Linked DNA regions of Mus musculus: region 1 is linked to region 2. The links are chromatin contacts, called in public Hi-C maps. All regions are on one chromosome and are shown on one strand. Each heading gives the region's core, a stretch centred on a gene start, on an enhancer-like site or on the middle of the called end of the contact. The rest is flanking DNA. Distances are from core to core; before and after follow the strand shown.

Region 1 (4,531 bases), core at 381-2,880, 280 kb after region 2:
GTGAATAAGTTCATCTTCATGTGCGGTTGCATGTGCTGCTTGCTGGGCACGCCCAACCCTGCTGGTCCTAGGAAGCTGGTGACACTCCCATCTTTGTATTCTGCAGGTATCCAAGGATGACCGGAGTGACATTGAATCTAGCTCAGATGATGAGGACTCAGAGCCTCCAGGGAAGAAACCACACTCTTCAACAACCACCAACGGAACCAGCGGTACCAATGGGTACCTCCTCACTGGTCCTTGTTCCGTGGATGATTAACTACCCAAAACTATAAGTTCTGAACAAAGGGAACTGTTTGTTCCTGGAAGTATTTAATAAGTTGCAAATGCAGTTCCTTTCATGATATCTCATCACCAGAGACAAAAAATTAGGATTCTTGGAGCATTCTGAATAGTGTACTGCCATGTGTCCTGTCTGTGAATGAAGAAATCCATTATTTCTATGTAGGCATGCTGTATGTAACTGACACAGGGAACAGTATTTGCATTTGTCTTAGGATATTATTTATTTTTTTATTTGTTTGTAAATCTGTGGACAAACGAGGATTCCTTCACTCCTTTCATTCTCTGGGCTCGTGATTGACAGTAAGGATGTCCTGTCTGTGTGTGCCCCTTTTCCACGTTGTGGTCCAGTGTGCCGTGAGCATCAGCTTTCTTTACCCCTTAGAGCAAGGAACATCCCATGCCAGATCCTCACACAGTTCCCAGTAGGTTGGCTTTCCTTCTGTTCTGCACCCATTTTCTATTTGCCCATACAGTTGGTGACCATTGCCCCACGTGAGTCTAAACAGGGTGAACCAGGTGTTTTCCTTGCCACTCTTGGTGATCAGATGAAAGAGAGTGGCTATGGGGGGACTTTAGAATTTTACAGGAAACCGCCTTGGTTTGTCTCTTGTGCACAGACATGAGACTTCTTTTCTGTGGTAGGTTGTCGGGGGTTGACTATGTTGGTAACAAAGCTATTTTGCCCTCCAGTGAAGTCAGTGTTCTGAGTATGAAACAGTATCTCTTGCATAAGTTCCCAGATACAAGGGCCCCACATACTGGGTTCTGGGAGTCTCGTAAGGATAGCCACTGCCCTCAACCAGGTCTTGCCATGACTTCTACCCTATTAGTCCAGTCTTCTGTCCTGACGTATAAAAAAGAGGAAGCCCCGAATATTCTGAGGCAGGAAAAGAAAAAGTCTTGTGGGAGTTGGCAAAGACTTCCTTCCCTGCAAAGCACTTTATTGCAACCAGCTTTCAAGAGAAAGCCCTATCTGGTATTAGACTTTGTATTTTGCTGAGTAAAATAAATCGAATGAGAGAAAGACAATTAACCCCTTGCCTTCCTCCTCAAATGCATCCCATAATGACTTTCTTGTTGCTAGAAACATCCACCCCACAGGACAAGTCTGTTCCATTTACTGCTCTGACGACTTGTGAGGGCTCCTGTGAATTTCTCTTCAAGTGGAGCTATTTCCAGAAAAACAGTAAAAAATTCTACTGGAGAATAGCAGCAACAGCTGTGGGGAAAATTGCCAAAGAATACGTCATGAGCCCTCACCCACCCCCACCCCCTGCAGCCAGTGTTACTTTTGTTCGGCTACAGAAACCACACAGATGAGCCGAGGACTAGACCCATCTCATCCTCAGTAAAAAGGAAACTGAATGGGATTACAAGTACTCGTGAGTCAAACATCTCCTAAAACAGGACTCCAAACCAGTCAGCGCTGAGTAACCAATAGCAAAACATTACAGTGCATGACGGTCCTGCTCAGAACCACCCCCACTCCATTTGGTTCTTTTAAATTAAATCTGCATACCCATACCTTGAAGCCTGTGAGTTAATTGTTAAGAGAAGACTCCCGAAGAACTCACTGCAATATTAAATCCTCCTCCACCTAATTACAAAACAGTATTTTCTGGTATGGTCCAGACAATAATTTTCAAAGCTTGGAAGCATGTCTAGTTGTTACCACAGAAGACAGTGCAAGTGACTGTGTGATTTGAGCCTTGCTGATATATTAGCCAAAACAGTTATATGTCTAGGAGTGAAACTTGATTGAGTGTTTGGGTTTGTGAGACCAGTGATAAGACACGGGAGGTACTGTTAGTAATCAGAGCATTTGCTCAAATACAAATGGATGAAAACCAAGAGCAGTGTTGAGACAGTGAAAGTTTGTCATCAGCTAAGCTAAGGAACCTACCCATCTCTAGTTAATGTCTGGGCTCATCCTCCCAGGTATGAGATGGTTTTGACAACCACTGTGTACTTGTATTTGAACCATGTGACACTCTTTAGCACAGAAGAATTTTAAGATCAATCTGTAAATTCAGAAGAGGTATATAAAAATGAAGTAAGTTGATCCTGTCCATATCAAAGGCAGCTCTAACTCATCTTCTCCACGGAAGTTACTGTGGAAGACTAGGGGCACGCTTTCTGACTGACACCTTTAGGTTGGCTCAGTCTGCAACGTGTCTGTTGATTTTTCTGTTTCGTATTACCTTTGTGAGAAAATAATTCTGCTTGGCTAATTGAAATGGAGTTTGTAGGCTTTTTCTGGAATAGAATATTAATATCTCTGTCTAATGTTCTCCCAAAAATGGACGGATAAGACTGAGAACAGACACTGTCCGCGGAATCGTATCCACATATGGCAGGCCATAGCTCTCAGAAAGTCTGACTTGTAAATCCAGCTTTAGGTTAGTTCTAAGTGGTGATTTTGGTAATTAGCATAGCTTGTGGTGATGTCTCCTCCTTCCTGGTTGCATCCAAACTCCCCAGGGTACCAAAGTGTGTGTAGAAAGGACTCTAGAAAAAGTAACTCTCATAGCTTACCTAGATTTAGTGGGGGGGAAAGTAGGAAATCAAGTAGACTTTGGCCTAGAGTCAGTAATTGATATAGCCGTGTCTGATTTATGTGTGCATATGTATGTTTCTCCAAAAACTGGTAAAACTAAATGATTACTGATTCATCATCGTCCTCCATATTCCTTTCCTTAGAAAAAAAACGAACGCATTCAACCATGTCCTAAACAGACTTTCCTTCTCTTTAGTTTTGCTTTGCACCAGCTGAGAGTAGCAAAGCCCTCTCAGCCTCTCAGTCACAGAGCTCCCTGAGATAGACTCAGGTCCTGGAGCATCTGCTGCCACACATAGGACACACCCACTTCACTATCGCAGACTCGGCCCCGTGGATGTTGAGAGCAGAGGAGCAACTGCAAGGATCAGTATTGTGGGTCATTCGAGTATTCATTGTAAAAGTGCAAGTGATTGCCATTTAACCCCATGGTTCTAATGTCTGCTGAACTGCCAGACAGAGCATATCCCAAATTATCATTAGATTGTGTCATTGGCGTCCAATGCTGATGAACAAGGCAGCAAAGGCACGGACCAAGAAAGACCAGTCATCTTTAGTCCATATGGTAGGTGAGTCTCAAACTGGTAAACTCCTGTCTGAGTCATACACTTAGCAAAAGCACTGCGTGCTACCATGGTCCCAAAAGGTGATGACATAGCCTAGGTACAGAGGCGGTACTGTCTGCTGTGTGTAAGTACACTTATTGATGTTCGCAGAGTGACAAAAATGTGTCCCTGCTGTGACATGACATAGGCCTATACTTTTTGAGCAAATGTATTGCCTTTCCTTCACTTTAGATAGAAAGGTCTGAATCTTCCACCTTGCATTTAAATCTCATTGTTACTTGGGCTAAGGAAAAATGAGACTTCGTTGTTATAAAGGACATTGGAGCTCCCCTGAGTCTGTGTTGACCAGTTCTTCTGAGAGAACGAATGGGTGCCTTTCATTGCCTCCAACCCAGTTTACATTACTAATCATTTTGGGGTAAATCAATGTCAGAGTTGCCTGGATATTTGAGTATTTTCCTTAATTTGAAGAAGAAAAATAGTGTGTAGAATTAGCCCAAAGGTACGGATGTGGGCCATTTATCAGTATGGGAGATGATGTCATTAACCCAGAGAGGCCGCAACACCTTTGGAAATAAGAAGTTAAGTGCTGGCCCTTTGTGTAATGTTTGTGGTACTAAGGCTCCTACCTGCCTTTCACTTTCCTTGTCTTCGGCTTATTTCTGCTTAGTCAATAAGTCGTCATAGCCCTGCAATGGTTCTAACACCCAAAGGAGAAAAACATCAAACAAGACCAGAGTCGCCCTGAGGGGATAGTGATCACCTGGCTCTTGTGTAGCAAGAAAGAAATGTGGAGGGCTCTAACTACTGCAGGTGCCTTCAAGTATGCTGCCCCTGTCAGGAATGATCATAAACGTTCTTAAAGTGAAACAAGACTGTTTCCTTACATGTATGCTTCCCACTATCAGCTTCTCTTCCAGAGGTGAGATTGTGCCATTCTCCAAATGCTGTGAGCTAATTAGCAATAGTCTACCAATCACATTTTAGTTCCATGAACTGATGGGCTAAAGGAGGGCCCTCCTTTCACCTATGTGTACATAGCACCCACCCACCCCTAGGAGGCGCCAAGCAGATGTGGGGGAGCCCTAGCCAAAGCTCTTGAAACTCCTGTAACCACCAATAC
Region 2 (4,134 bases), core at 253-2,752:
TTCCCCCGGAGCAATTAAAAGATGTTTTCAAAGTTGTTTTTTAAACCGTTCAAATGTGCTTTCTCTCATGCCTGTCTTTACGTGGACGGACATGTGCCAAGCCAGTGACATTGTAAGCGTATATGGAAGGGGAAAGCGGTGACAATTGTTAAGGGCCTCCTGCAATAGACATTCTTTTAATGGTGTAAAATGTTATGACCTCTCATTTTAATCTTTACAAGAACCTCACACAGTGAGTACCTTTATTATCTGTATGCTCTACATGACGACGCCAAGGCTTAAAGAGGGGAAGGAGCCTGAGAGCAAGCTGAGCAATGGAGCAAAGATTCATGCCTGAAGGTGCTAGGACACGGGCTTGGGTCTGTGTGGCTTTGTGTTCCATTCACCTTAAGGCTTCCTATGTTTTGGGGAAAGTCTTTGCCTTGTGTCCTGTGGAAGTAGATTCTAATGGACTCGTGCTAATCATGTTGGGGTGGTTTGAAAGGAAGTTTGAATGTCAGGAATCTATCTTGCATGTGCCTCTAATGTTAAGACCTAGATAAGAAAGAGGCCTTGTGGAGCTGAGACATTTAAGTTCATTGGGCTCTAATGCATACCTTTGGAGTTGTATGCTAAAGACTTGGAAAGGTCATTGTAACTATCTTAGCTGCTTCTCTAGTGTAAGTTCTATCAGACAGTCACTGACTACTGACTGTGAGCCAAAGCACTGTGCTGGGAGCAGTGGCCAGGAAATGACACCGGAAACAAGGACACAGCAGCCACCAACGTTTATTCAATGCACATGCATTGCATGGGCTATTTATGAGCTAGTTATTTATTTGGTACTAGGAACATACAATTACACTGGGTCTTTCTTCTTCTTCTTCTTCTTTTTTTTTTTTTTTTCGAGACAGGGTTTCTCTGTGTAGCCCTGGCTGTCTTGGAACTCTGTAGACCAAGCTGGCCTCAGAAATTCGCCTGCCTCTGCCTCCCAAGTGCTGGGATTAAAGGCGTGCGCCACCACGCCTGGCTACACTGGGTCTTTCTTATTTTAAAATATTTTCCAGATGGAAGAGGAAGAGAACAAACGCATGTCTCAATAAAACATGGTAGTACTGAAACAGAAGTGTATTTTAGGTATTATGGCTTCAGAGGATGCCTTAGGGCAGCGCCTCTCAACCTGTGGGTCATCACCTCTTTCACAGGGTTTATGCTACCTCTGGTTGATATCCCTGAGAGATCTCTTTTCTGAAGAGGAACTTAGGGAGGATGTGGGGGAGGGGACACTGGGAGGAGGGGAGGGAGGGGAGCCTGTGGTCAGGATGTATTGTATAAGAGAAGAATAAATCTTTTAAAAAGACCCAAGACCATAGGAAAACAGATATTTACATTAATTTATAACTGTAGTAAAATTAGCCACAAAATACTTTTATGGTTGGGGGAGGGGTCACCAGAACATAAGGAACTGTATTAAAGGGTGACAGCATTAGGGAGGTTGAGAAAGGGAGGGTAAAAAATTTCCTCAATCTTGAAAAAGGAAGACAGGTCTCAGTGTTTATATGAAGATCAGTTGAAAAGGGCTTTAGTGATGCCCAGGCTGGAATATTTCCTAGGTTGGTAATGAATTGGGCTGTGGTAAGATTCACCCCTGCCTTTAGTTTTTGGCCTCTCAAGGGTCTCCACACTAGTGAACTTGGACCCCCAGCCCTGCACTGGTCCCTCCTGTTAACAGTCTAGCTCTCATTACTTCCTCTTTCTAGCTCTGGTTACTTCCCCTCCTGCCTATTCCTCCACACACCCCTACTCACACCGCACTGGTCTTCTCGTCCCTCAAGGCCTGATCAGATCCAACTTCTCGTCTGAAGCCTCCAAGCCCACGCCTCCTCCTTAGAGTGGGGACGCTGCTCCCTGACCCCACCATGCTTCACTTCTGTGGGAAGATTTAGCTAGGTCCTCTCTGCGCCTATCTTTCCATTCAGGCTAATCAAGATCAGGGACTTAACCTAGGCTGCAATGAGGCAGAGCCTGCCTCCCTCCTGCTGTGGAAGCTGAAGGTGGGGCTTTTCTCTGCTTCCCGGAAGACAGAGGTTGGGAAAGACACAACAGCAGGGCTGTACCAATCATGTGAATTTACAAACTGCCATCTTTACATTTCTCCTTTCCAATACAATTAGGGACTGATATTCCATTAGGAAAGGAGTGGGGGAATTACTTGAATTTCATCTCAGGAGAGTCCTGGTGGCAGTCTAAACTAATTGGCATTTAGAGACCCACAGTTAAACATTAGGAGGAGCTTGGGGAAATTCTGCGGGGGGGGGGGGGTAATGGGGGGGTTGGAATTGAGGAGCCAGTGGGATAAGACACCAGGAGAACAGGGTCCACAGAATTAACTAAGTAGGGCTTATAGGGGCTCACAGAGACTGATGTAGCTATCACGGAGCACATATGCTGTGGTTGTTTAGCTTGGAGGGTTTTGTTGGACTTCTAACAATGGGGGAGTGTCTCGATTCCTTTGCCCACTCTTAGGACTCTTTCCCTCCTACTAGTTTGCCTAGCCCAGGCTTGACAGGAGAGTTTGTGCCTGGTCTTATTGCATCTTGTTATGTCATGTCCTGTTGATATTCCCAAGAGGTTCTCTTTTCTGAAGAAAAGTGAAGTTGTGTGTGTGTGTGTGTGTGTGTGTGTGTGTGTGTGTGTGTGTGTGTGTGTGATGCACTGGGAGGAGGAGAGGGAGGGCAGTCCATGGTCAGGATACATTGTCACTTTCAATAAATACACAATGACTGTGTATTTGTGGGGTACAGCGTGACAGTTGAATTCATCACTCATCTTGTATGACAATAAAACTATGGGCTCAGCATATTCATCACCCTTAGCATTCTGTTGTGATATGGATATTCAGTCCTCAGTTCTGTGCTCTTGGACTATACACTGCACTGTTGTCGCCCGTGGAATTCACAGGAAAAAACACACATGCTCCATATTGTATTTCACTCATGGCCTTGGATGGTGGCTGTCTTAGCACTAGGTGTTTTTGCTGGAGGCTCAACAAGGCTGAAGGGAACATGCCTTTCAAACTGTAGAACCACCAACTGAAGGTATTTGGTAAACACTTAAATTTTTTTAAGGGAGATTTAAATTTTTTAAAGATTATTTTTATTTTTATTTTTATGTGGACGCGTGTACTGCCTACATGTACAACAGGTGTGCCTGGCACCTGCAGAGACCAGAAGAGGACATCTAATTTCCTGGGACTGGGGTGACAGGTGGTTATGGGCTACCTGGTGGGTGCTAGGGACTGAAATCCCATTCTCTGCAAGAGTAGCGAATGCTCTTAACCACTGAGCCACCCTCTATCCCTAGAAGCCTCACTTTTTTTTTAAACTTTACAAATTGGATATTTTCTTTATTCAAATGTTATCCCCTTTCCAAGTTCCCTACCCTGCTTCTATGAGGGTGCTCCCCCACCCAGCCACCCACTCCTGCCTCACTAACCTAGCATTCCTCTACACTGGGGCTTCAAGCCTTCACAGGACCAAGAGCCTCTCCTACCATTGATGCCAGATAAGGCCTCTTCAGCTCCTTCAGTCCTCCATTGGGATCCCTGTGCTCAGTCCAATTGATTATTTTGTCCCCCCTTCTAAATAGGACTGAAGCATCCACTCTTTGGTCTTCCTTCCTCTTGAGCTTCTTGTGGTCCATGAGTTGTGACATGGGTATTCCATGCTCTTTGCCTAATATCCACTTATCAGTGAGTACATGCCATGTGTGTTCTTTTGTGGCTGAAAATATCATCAGGATGATATTTTCTAGATCCATCCATTTGCTTGGGAATTTCATAAAGCCGTTGTTTTTAATAGCTGAGTAGTAGTCCATTGTGTAAATGAAGCACATTTTCTGTATCCATGCCTCTGTTGAGGGACATCTGGGTTGTTTCCAGCTTCTGGCTATTATAAATATGGCTGCTATGAACATAGTGGAGCATGTGTCCTCATTACATGTTGGAGCATCCTCTGGGTGTATGTCCAGGAGTGGTATAGCTGGGCCCTCAGGTAATACTATGTCCAATTTTCTGAGGAACTGTCAGACTGATTTCCAGAGTGCTTGTACCAGCTTGCAATCCCACCAGCAATGGAGGAGTTCATCTTTCTCCAC

Evidence for each region. Hi-C and Micro-C count contacts between places; a contact is called where the count stands out from the background.
Region 1: a contact with region 2 is called in a Hi-C map of bone marrow-derived macrophages, with 17 read pairs. The contact joins two enhancer-like sites. A contact is called at or near these places in 1 of 484 Hi-C or Micro-C datasets (bone marrow-derived macrophages) and 1 of 9 other capture datasets (embryonic stem cells).

What each region holds. Positions count from the first base shown.
Region 1 is chr2:69,108,336-69,112,866 of GRCm38.p6, forward strand. It overlaps Cers6 (ceramide synthase 6), which reads left to right. Exons shown (of 10, transcript NM_172856.4): 10 at 107-4,531. The coding sequence ends at 259. Among named protein-coding and RNA genes, the nearest start is that of Gm39840, 19 kb to the right of the region's middle. Within about 2 kb of position 1,631, at least 55 of the 459 cell types and tissues checked have an H3K27ac peak or open chromatin away from gene starts, as enhancers often do. A contact at or near this core is called in bone marrow-derived macrophages, where this site is marked.
Region 2 is chr2:68,823,794-68,827,927 of GRCm38.p6, forward strand. The region is part of intron 3 of Gm36231 (a long non-coding RNA gene); the gene reads right to left. Gm36174 (a long non-coding RNA gene) reads left to right here. Exons shown (of 3, transcript XR_374615.1): 3 at 1-45. Among named protein-coding and RNA genes, the nearest start is that of Gm36174, 3.5 kb to the left of the region's middle. Within about 2 kb of position 1,503, at least 87 of the 459 cell types and tissues checked have an H3K27ac peak or open chromatin away from gene starts, as enhancers often do. A contact at or near this core is called in bone marrow-derived macrophages, where this site is marked.